Linked DNA regions of Sus scrofa: region 2 is linked to region 1. Evidence: chromatin contacts called from public Hi-C data. All regions are on one chromosome and are shown on one strand. The core of a region is the stretch at or near the end of the contact, and the rest is flanking DNA. Distances in the headings are between cores, read along the strand shown.

Region 1 (4,534 bases), core at 1,308-3,807:
GAATAACATTATACTTTCTGTTTTCCAGCCTTTTGTAAATTAGTCAATGACTGTCAAAATTATCTTTGTATATTTATGTTCAGGAAATAGCTTAGGCAGATTTGTCAAATTACCTTTGGTCATAACTGACCAAAGAAATACTTTATTAATTTTTATTTGCAAATGTTTTTTCTCACATGAAGCAACAGATACACAAATAGTTAGGGAGAGCCTTAAACATAAGGATAAGTTTGGCAGAAATTCAGAAAAAAATCTATTTCACAATAAATTCCAGAAACCACAGTCCTATCCATGTCTGTTTTTTTGGGATTAATTCTAGCAGCTTTCAAATATCTTCTCAGCTGAAAACCTTTAAACAAATAAAAGCTCTGGAGTTCCTGCTATGGCGCAGTGGAAACGAACCCAACTTGTATTCATGAAGACGTGGGTCTGATATTTGGCCTCACTCATTGGGTTAAGGATCCAGCTGTGGTGTAGGCTGCAGATGTGACTCGGATCCTGTGTTGCTGTGACTGTGGCTGTGGCTGTGGCTGGCAGCTACAGCTTGAATTTGACCCCTAGCCTGGGAACTTCCATATGCCTCAGGTATAGTCCTAAAAAAGCAAAAAAAAATCACGTAGAACCCCAATATTTAGTTCAAACCCTCTAGCTAAATGAAGGCCAGTGCAATAGAGATTCCAGCTACAGCTTTCCTCTGAAGTGAACACAAACAATTCTGCATACACATGACCAGGGGTGGCTGGGTCCCCTTGCGTGCGGGTGGCTAAATCACTGAGAATTCTCCCAAACACTTTACACACAGAATACAATGCTGCTTAAAGGATAAGTAATAAAAATGTGCTAATTTGCAAGTTACACATATTTTATTAAAAATCAACAGTAGCTGAAACAATCATTGAGGTCTTAAATCACAGAAGAATTTTGGGGGGAGGACATTGTTTAGAATTGCTTAGTGGTTTCTTTTTGTTTTACAGTTTGTTACTGAGGACAACCCCTCCCCCCCTTTATTTTGGTTTTTAGGGCCGCACCCTAGGCATGTGGAAGTTCCCAGGCTAGGGGTAGAATCAGAGCTACTGCAGCCGGTCTACACCACAGCCACAGCACCACGGGATCCGAGCCATGTCAGCAATCTACACCAAAGCTCACAGCAATGCTGCATCCTTGACCTGCTGAGCGAAGCCAAGGATTGAACCTGTGTCCTCATGGATACGAGTCAGGTTGTTTCTGCTGCACCACAACGGGAACTTGGGGACACCCTCTCTTGCCTGCATCAGGGCACATGCTCCCACTGCCCCATCCTCGGCACACCCTCCTTGCTACTGGCTTGGCACACGTGCCTCTGAGGCGCTTACCTCAAATACGAGTGTATCTGTGTCATGACTTCTTTGTCCTCTGTCCCCCACTAGGCTGTCTGCTCCGTGTGGCGGTCACTGCCCTGTTCAACCTTGATCCCCAGATCCCGGAAGAGTACCTGGCACCCACTTGGCCCACAGTAGGTATCTGCTGAATAAAGGTAGGTGAAGAACCTGGCACATGGTATGTGTCAGTACAGGGTAGCCACCATGGCTGCGACCTGCAGCACCTTTATAGTCTGGAAGGTTGAAAGCATCTCAATGTCTCCACATTCAACAGCAGCAAAATGCTGCCTGAATTCTGAGATACGAATTTTATCTTCCCCAACAGTCACTCCTGGAGGTCAGCAGTCACATCTCATTGTCTGGGGTCCCTGAACCCCAAAATAAGACTTGGCACAAAACAGGGATCGATAAATATTGAGTAAGCAGAGCTTACTGAGCATCTACTCCCACCAGGAATTTTCTTTCACGGGTGTGGTGTTTCCAGGATGAGCGTGAGCACACTCATCTTACAGATGAACAAAGCGAGACCCAGAAAGGTCCGACGACTTGGGCAAGATCACAGAGCCAGTCAGCACAGAAGCAGTTTTAACCCAGGTCTGCAGGGGCTCCAAAGCCCCTGATCTTTCCAGAACTCCATGTTGCTTCCCCATAGAGGGTGTGGGGTGTGGGGTGTGGGGGAGGTGAGTCCAGTTCAGGGGTGGGACTGGGTGGGGTGGGGATCCCGTCCCTGGGACTCAGCTTCCTCAGGCTGTAGGAGCCTGGGCTTCGGGTTAGGCACATGCCTGGTGCCTGGGCTGTGACTCCTGGTCAAGCACAGTGGTCAGCACCTGTGCCCTTCCCCGGGGTGGGGGCGCCCAGGTATGGACGGGGAGGTCTGGGGTGGGGGTCGGGGTGGCAGTCCTGAGTTGTGATTCCAGCAAGCTCCCACCACCCTCCCACCACCAAGAGCTGTGCAGCCTGGACAGGGCACGGAGTCCCACCAGGCGTGCAGAATAGCTCGTGATAAGAGCATCTGCGTAGAGATTAGAAATACAGAGGCTGGGCCAGGGCCGGGCGCAGGCAGAGCTGGGTGCCAATGGCAATGTCTTCTATTTCTCTTCCATGTTCTCTTCCCGGCCCCTTCCGTTTACAGTCAGGAGTAGCAAGGTTCACCCAAATGGGCTTGCAGGGAGAGGGCGCTGCACACCTGAAAGGGACCCCTCCAGGACCCGGATAACGCTGGTGCGGTCCCCCTCCAGGTCGCTCCGGATCGAAGCGGTCACTCGGCTCCTTCCGCGGGTTTGTCATAGCGGCCGCACCGCTTCCCTCACCGCCCCCCAGCTAGCTGCCCACCAGCCCGGTCCCCTAGGAAGCAGAGCCTCGGGCGAGCGGGGATAGTGAGTGGGGACTGGGTTGCGGCAAAGAGAAACGTGGCCCGCTTGGGTCCGAGTTCGGGCGGCCTCCTAGCGCCACCTCGTGGTCACATCCGGCATTGCCACGCCTGCTCTGAAAGGGGCGGCTGGCGAGGGGCGCGTGGGCTGGGGTTGGGCCAATTTGGGCTCTTGGACTGTGGCACTGCGACTCACCCCTAACCCTTGTTCTTGTCTTTTGAGGAAAAACCAAGGCTTAAGGGCGTCTGAGGCCTGTGGCGGGGAGAAAAGGCAGGGAAGGAAGCATCGAGGGGGAGCCAGTCCAGGGAGGCCCGGAGGGAGGTGAAGCTCTCCCTGGGGCTCAGGAGTGGAAAAACCACTCCAGCATCCACACTGAGGCTCTCTTGCCCACGGACTGAATCCCACAACCTTTCCAGATGTTCATCTGTGGCCGGCAGAGAGCCCGGCATGGCGATGAGCTAATCCACTCTCTCCTGATGGCTGAGGACAGGTGGTGAGAGCTGCGGACAGCCCAGCCCCTGACAGTCCAGGCTGAGCTTGGCGGTGAAAGGAGGCAAGCCTCCTGGGCCAGCTCTGCTCCTGCAGGGCCTCCCACTCCAAGGCAGCTTGGTGGTCAGCAGGGCAGTCTGTCTACGGCCCTGAGACAGCTCCAGGCAGGGCAGCCCAGTGCTGTGGGAAGCAGTGGGGGTATTCTGGGTGCCTCGGGACTCCCTAGGAGGCCTCGGGACCCTCACCAGCAGTGTCCAGGCTGCTGAAGTCCCACTGGAGGGAGAGGGCCTCTGGAAATGGCCCTCAGGAATGTCACAGCCAAGATGTGGCCGAATTGTTGCTTGAACCCAGGTCTCCTGGCTCTAAATCCTGTGTCTTCTGCTCAGCCCTGTGGGCCCAGGGAGGTGTGTGTGTGGGGGGCTGTGTGGGTGTGAATCCAGTGAGAATATATGATGGGGGGGCAAGCAGGAAGTTTTTTCAGGAGGAAACCAAGGGCAGGTGACTGCCAGAGATCCAGGTGGTGCCAGCCAGGCCTGTGGTCAGGTGGGGGCTGTGGGACACTGTTGGGGGTAGGGGGTATATGTGTCAGAGATGGGAGTCCAGGCAGGGATGCGAACAGTGACCTCTGGCTGCCATCCCCCTGCCCTGCCTGGCATCACTACATGACCAGAGCACTGTCTTTTGGCTTTGCTTTTAATTACAAATTTTGAAATATTTGAAGTACACAGAAAAGTACAGAAAATGATATAACATAAGTTCTCATTGTGGCACAGCAGAAACGAATCCAACTAGGAACCATGGGGTTGAGAGTTCAATCCCTGGCCTCGCTCAGTGGGTTAAGGATCCTGTGTTGCCGTGAGCTGTGGTGTAGGTTGCAGACATGGCTCGGATCCCGTGTTGCTGTGGTTGTGGTGTAGGCCAGCAGCTGCAGCTCCGATTCCACCCCTGGCCTGGGAACCTCCATATGCCGTGGGTGCCACCCTAAAAAAAAAAAAAGAAAGCAAAAGAAAAAAGAGAAAAATGATACAACAGTTACCTATAATCCTCCAACTAGTTTATCTTGTTCAAACATTTTGACTTAGTTTTTTCGATTGTACATATGTATTTTTTGAAAGGAAAAAAATGTCACAGAAAGAACCAAAGCCCAGCTTCGTTTTTTTTTTTTTTTTTTTTTTTTTTTTTTTTTTTTTTTTTTTTTTTTTTTTTTTTTTTTTTTTTAGCCAGCTTCGTTTTCCTTTCCCTGAAGTTTTTTTCATTCCCAAACACATTTTAAAACTTTTGCCAAGTAGGTATACATCTGTAAACAAGATGCAGTAT
Region 2 (4,229 bases), core at 21-2,520, 120 kb before region 1:
GTAAAGCACAATAAAATCAGGTATTCCTGTCATTACAATGTATTAAGTGCCAGGTGCGAAATGCCTTTATTTTCTCTATTTTACAGGGGTAAATCAATTATGTAAATGAGAATCCAAGGTAGGTTTGCTAGGCTTCAATCCTGATCTTTTTTGATTATGCTAAATACAAGCAAATTCAAAAAAGAGTAATAAGCAATTCACAGACAAATCCTGCAGGGATTTTCAGCACTTTCAGGGCATGAGCATGATATAGGTTTGGTTTGGACTGCTGAGAACTTTCACCAGTTATACCTCGTTTCCTTGCTGGAGGGTGTCAGGCTATATGTCTTTCCCTGGAACATCTGTTTGACACCCACAATAAATATATCCTCCTCCTTTACTATCAAAAATGATGATGCCTCATGATTTGGATGATGTCTGTACACACGCACACCCTCACTCACTCCTTTCTGGCCCTCCTGTATATCTAAAGAGAAAGCATTTGTTTTTTTGCACCAATAAAGGTTATGTAGTATAAACATCTGTTCTTTATGCTCCAACCCATGACTTCAGAACTTCTGGATATCAATGCAACGTGCACCACCCCCTAACCCGTTTTCACGCAGTGCTAAAGCCCAAGCATCTCAGGAGGCACTCTCCGTCGCCTTTAACTGCATCCCACATTTACCTCTAGACTTTCCCCCTCATCCACTCCCAGAAGGACTGGCAGGGTCAAGGCCCGGGCGGCGTGACCTTGGGCAAATCCTTGCTTCCCCTTCCTCAGCAGAGCGGAGCCGGGCGGTCCTGCAAAGGTAACCCTTTCTCCCCTAGCTTTCTCCTAGCGCGCCCCACCTTCCCCACCCCTTCGCTACTGGCATGTGGCCGCCTCCAGTCCCGTGGCCCACTCATTCCAGACGCTCGTTTACGCCGCGCGGTCTGGGAGGGCGCGATTCCCGAAAGCGGCCTGCGCTGCGAACGCGCGGTCGTCCCGCAGGCCGGCGCAGCTTTACGCCGCTGACGCAGCGCGCCCAAGATGGCGGCGCGGTCGTCGTCGGGGGTGGCGGCGGCAGAGGGGGCGGCGGCCGTGGCGGGAGCGGCGACGGCAGCCGTGACGGCGGCGGCGGCGCGGGGCCTGGGCCGGGGAGAATGAGGCGGCCGCGGCGGGCCAGCGGCGGAGCCGTGTAGCGGAGAAGCGGCTCCCCCTCCCAGCTTCCTTTGGTCGAGCCGGGGGCGCGCGCGCGTGGCCGTCCGGAGCGGGCTCCCCCCCCCCCCACCCTCGACTCCCGCGACCCGCACCGCACCCCCACTCGGGCCCGGAGGATGATGAAGCTCAAGTCGAACCAGACCCGCACCTATGACGGCGACGGCTACAAGAAGCGGGCCGCGTGCCTGTGTTTCCGCAGTGAGAGTGAGGAGGAGGTGAGGCGCCGGGCGGGCCGGGGTCCTACGGGTCGGCGGCCGCCTCGGGCCGAGGCGCTGGGGGCGCGGCCGCCGGGGGAGGGTGTGCCCGGGCCCGGGGCTGGGCCGCTTCTCTCGGCAAGAATGAAGTTACGACGGAGACGAAGACGAGGGGGAAGGAAAAAGAACGGTGGGCGGAGGGGAAGTGGGTCTGAGCGTGGCCATACCGTCCTGGCCGGGGGACGGGGACGCCGGCGCGCGGTAGGGGCACCCCAGAGCGGACCGCCTGTCACCGGGGAGAGTGGCTGCGGGCAGGAGGCGGTGGATGGGGAGGAGTGTGCGGCTTTCGGTCCAGGCCTACAGCCTTGGATCCAGGCAGGGCAGCTCCACACTTGTCAGCCCAGCACATGTGTGCAGAGGCCGCCGTGCACGAGGCGCGGGCCGGCCCTTTGTGGCAGAGAAAGAATCCGCTTCATTGGCAGGTTTGGGGTTTGCCGGGGGATTATGTGCGGCTCTGAGCCCAAGGAAGACTTAGGGCGTTGTGCAAAAGCCAAAACCAGTTGTTTATTTACAGTGCGCTGGGTAGTCCTTAGGGTGTAGCCTGGGAAGAGAGGACACTTGATAAAATAATCTTTGTGGATTGAAAATTTTTTCTTTTAATTGGGAAGGCCAAAGCGGTATTTAAGATCTTTGCCTTGACATTCCATCACTGTCCTATAGGAAGGCCCTTAGGATTAAATTTGCTAGCAAAATCGAAATGCTTGGAATGTTTCTTTTTGCATGGGGTACTTAAAAAAAATCTCAGCTCCCCAAAGCCGTTTCTGTGGTGATAAAGGGAATTCAGAGAAGGCAAGTGTTTTGTAAATCCTCAAAGAATAGCTGCTTTGGAAATTCATAAGATGCCTGTGGGAACGCGTTTCTCTCGTCTGTATGGTGGTAAAATGGCAGTTACACTGGAAACAATGAAGGACAGTGAAATTCAATATGCTATATTCCGGCATTCAGCAGTGGGCTGTGGTGGCAGGGCTGCAAGTACAGTGCGTCGTGTTGAAACGGGGAGAAAAGAACTTGACCCGTTAGTTATGAAAAGAAGCTGTGATGAAAGAGACAGATGGGTTGCCAGGAGTTGCTGTCCAGAGACATTTAGGAGGAAGTGGGAATTTAAATTATTGCCTGGGAAAAAAAAAAAAAATGTTAATAAAGCACTGTAATTGTGCTGTTGAAGGATCTTGTGTGCTCCTTTTTAGCAAAACAGTAAGAAACTGGATTTGGAAATGTGTACTTTGTGTCCTAGAATATATTGTGAAAGTCCTCGAAACTTGCATTGTAATACCGGTGCTAAGCAGGGCCTTGTAAATTATGTTCTGTTTAGGAATACATACTTGAGTCAAGTAAAATTATTGGTGGTGTTTACTGCTCCAGAGGCTTTGTTCTCTTCAGTTATCATATCATATTATGGGAAATCAGATGGGATCACAGGCTGTTAACTGGAGAGAACACTAATTAGCATAATAGCATGTCTTACTACAGTACTAGGGTTAAATCTGTGAGCACCCCAATTATAAGTAGAAGGGTGTATTATTTACTTGTATGAATGGTGCAAGACTTTATTTGTTTAAAAAATCATACTAGAAATTGAGAACATATGAGTATTTTGGATAAATAGGAAATCCTTTATAGATCATAAGCAAACTAACGAAGACTTGAATTTCCATTTTCTGTTAAAAGTTTTATTATGAACTGGCACACACAGCAGTAATATTAAAATGTGTGACTGATCATGAAGTTTCATTTACTGAGTTTCTTTTTGAACATTGGTTAATGAACAGAAGATTCATGCAAATCTTTAATTACAGATTCAGTAGAGGGTACATCTAAAGCCTAGGAAAAATAAGAAAATTAATGAGATGGGCCCATTTTAGATTTGTTCAGTTAAACAGGTATGTATTAAGAGCCTACTATAGGTGCAGCATTCTGTAGTGTGGGATTTAAAGATAAACATCCCTCCTTGCCCAAAAAAGTTGAGTAGTTTTTGATTGGAACCCTTAATTGGGAGGGATTTTGGACCACAAAATAATCTCTAGGGTGCCATTCAACTCTCAGATTATATAATTGTGTTGCAAGGGAAGTAATTTGTTAGTTCCAGGAGAACTTTTTATGTTCTCAATGGTAGTGCCAGAAACTGGAAGTATTAGCTGCCACACATTGTGCGAGTGTGAAATTCAAACTCAGTACAACATTCAAACCAATTTTATTTTTTAATGGGCATTAATGATTTTAATCAAGATAGACTAGTTTACAGAGTACTATTAGCATTAATACAGTAATAATGTCAGTATGAATAGGCCCCTGATTTATAAATTTAATTAACTAGTCTCAGGAAGCATGCATACAATGTAAAGTATAAGGGAGCTGGAAAATATTAACAAGTAATAGACCATGAGTCAAACCTTCTAACATTCCATTTTTTCAGCCCGGGGAAATTTTATTTATAGGCCAACAGTGATAGCAGCCGAAATACTGATCCAGGTTAGGATGTGTGAACATATTCAGCAAGTTTCCCGGAGGGAGTTTATTGAGCACTCACAGAGTGTCAGGCTCTGTGATACAGTTACAAAGAAGACAGACATTAGAGCTTAGAGACCAGTGGGACAGATTCACCAACATGAGGACATTGAATTCTGTTTCCTTCAAACTTCTGGCTGCTCTTCCTGTTGATAAACAAGGATCAGTAGCAGGAAAGTCCCCCTCCTTAGATGTTTACTAGTAAAGGTGACATTTTGATAAGTTAAAATCTTTAAGTTTGGGGTATTCACCATAGCTAACATTTATTACAGTGCTTTGAACCTGAT

Evidence for each region. A called contact is a pair of places that touch in the nucleus more often than the background predicts.
Region 2: a contact with region 1 is called in a Hi-C map of subcutaneous adipose tissue, with 2.5 times the contacts expected there. The contact joins the promoter of NUDT3 here to the enhancer-like site in region 1. A contact is called at or near these places in 1 of 5 promoter capture datasets (liver), 20 of 47 Hi-C or Micro-C datasets (alveolar macrophages, blood, brain and 11 more) and 2 of 2 datasets of contacts at active chromatin or transcription factors (alveolar macrophages and skeletal muscle).

What each region holds. Positions count from the first base shown.
Region 1 is chr7:30,295,359-30,299,892 of Sscrofa11.1, reverse strand. No RefSeq gene overlaps it. Among named protein-coding and RNA genes, the nearest start is that of GRM4, 19 kb to the right of the region's middle. Within about 2 kb of position 2,557, at least 27 of the 83 cell types and tissues checked have an H3K27ac peak or open chromatin away from gene starts, as enhancers often do. A contact at or near this core is called in retroperitoneal adipose tissue, skeletal muscle and subcutaneous adipose tissue, where this site is marked.
Region 2 is chr7:30,419,060-30,423,288 of Sscrofa11.1, reverse strand. It overlaps NUDT3 (nudix hydrolase 3), which reads left to right and starts at 1,270. Exons shown (of 5, transcript NM_001308410.2): 1 at 1,270-1,398. The coding sequence starts at 1,300.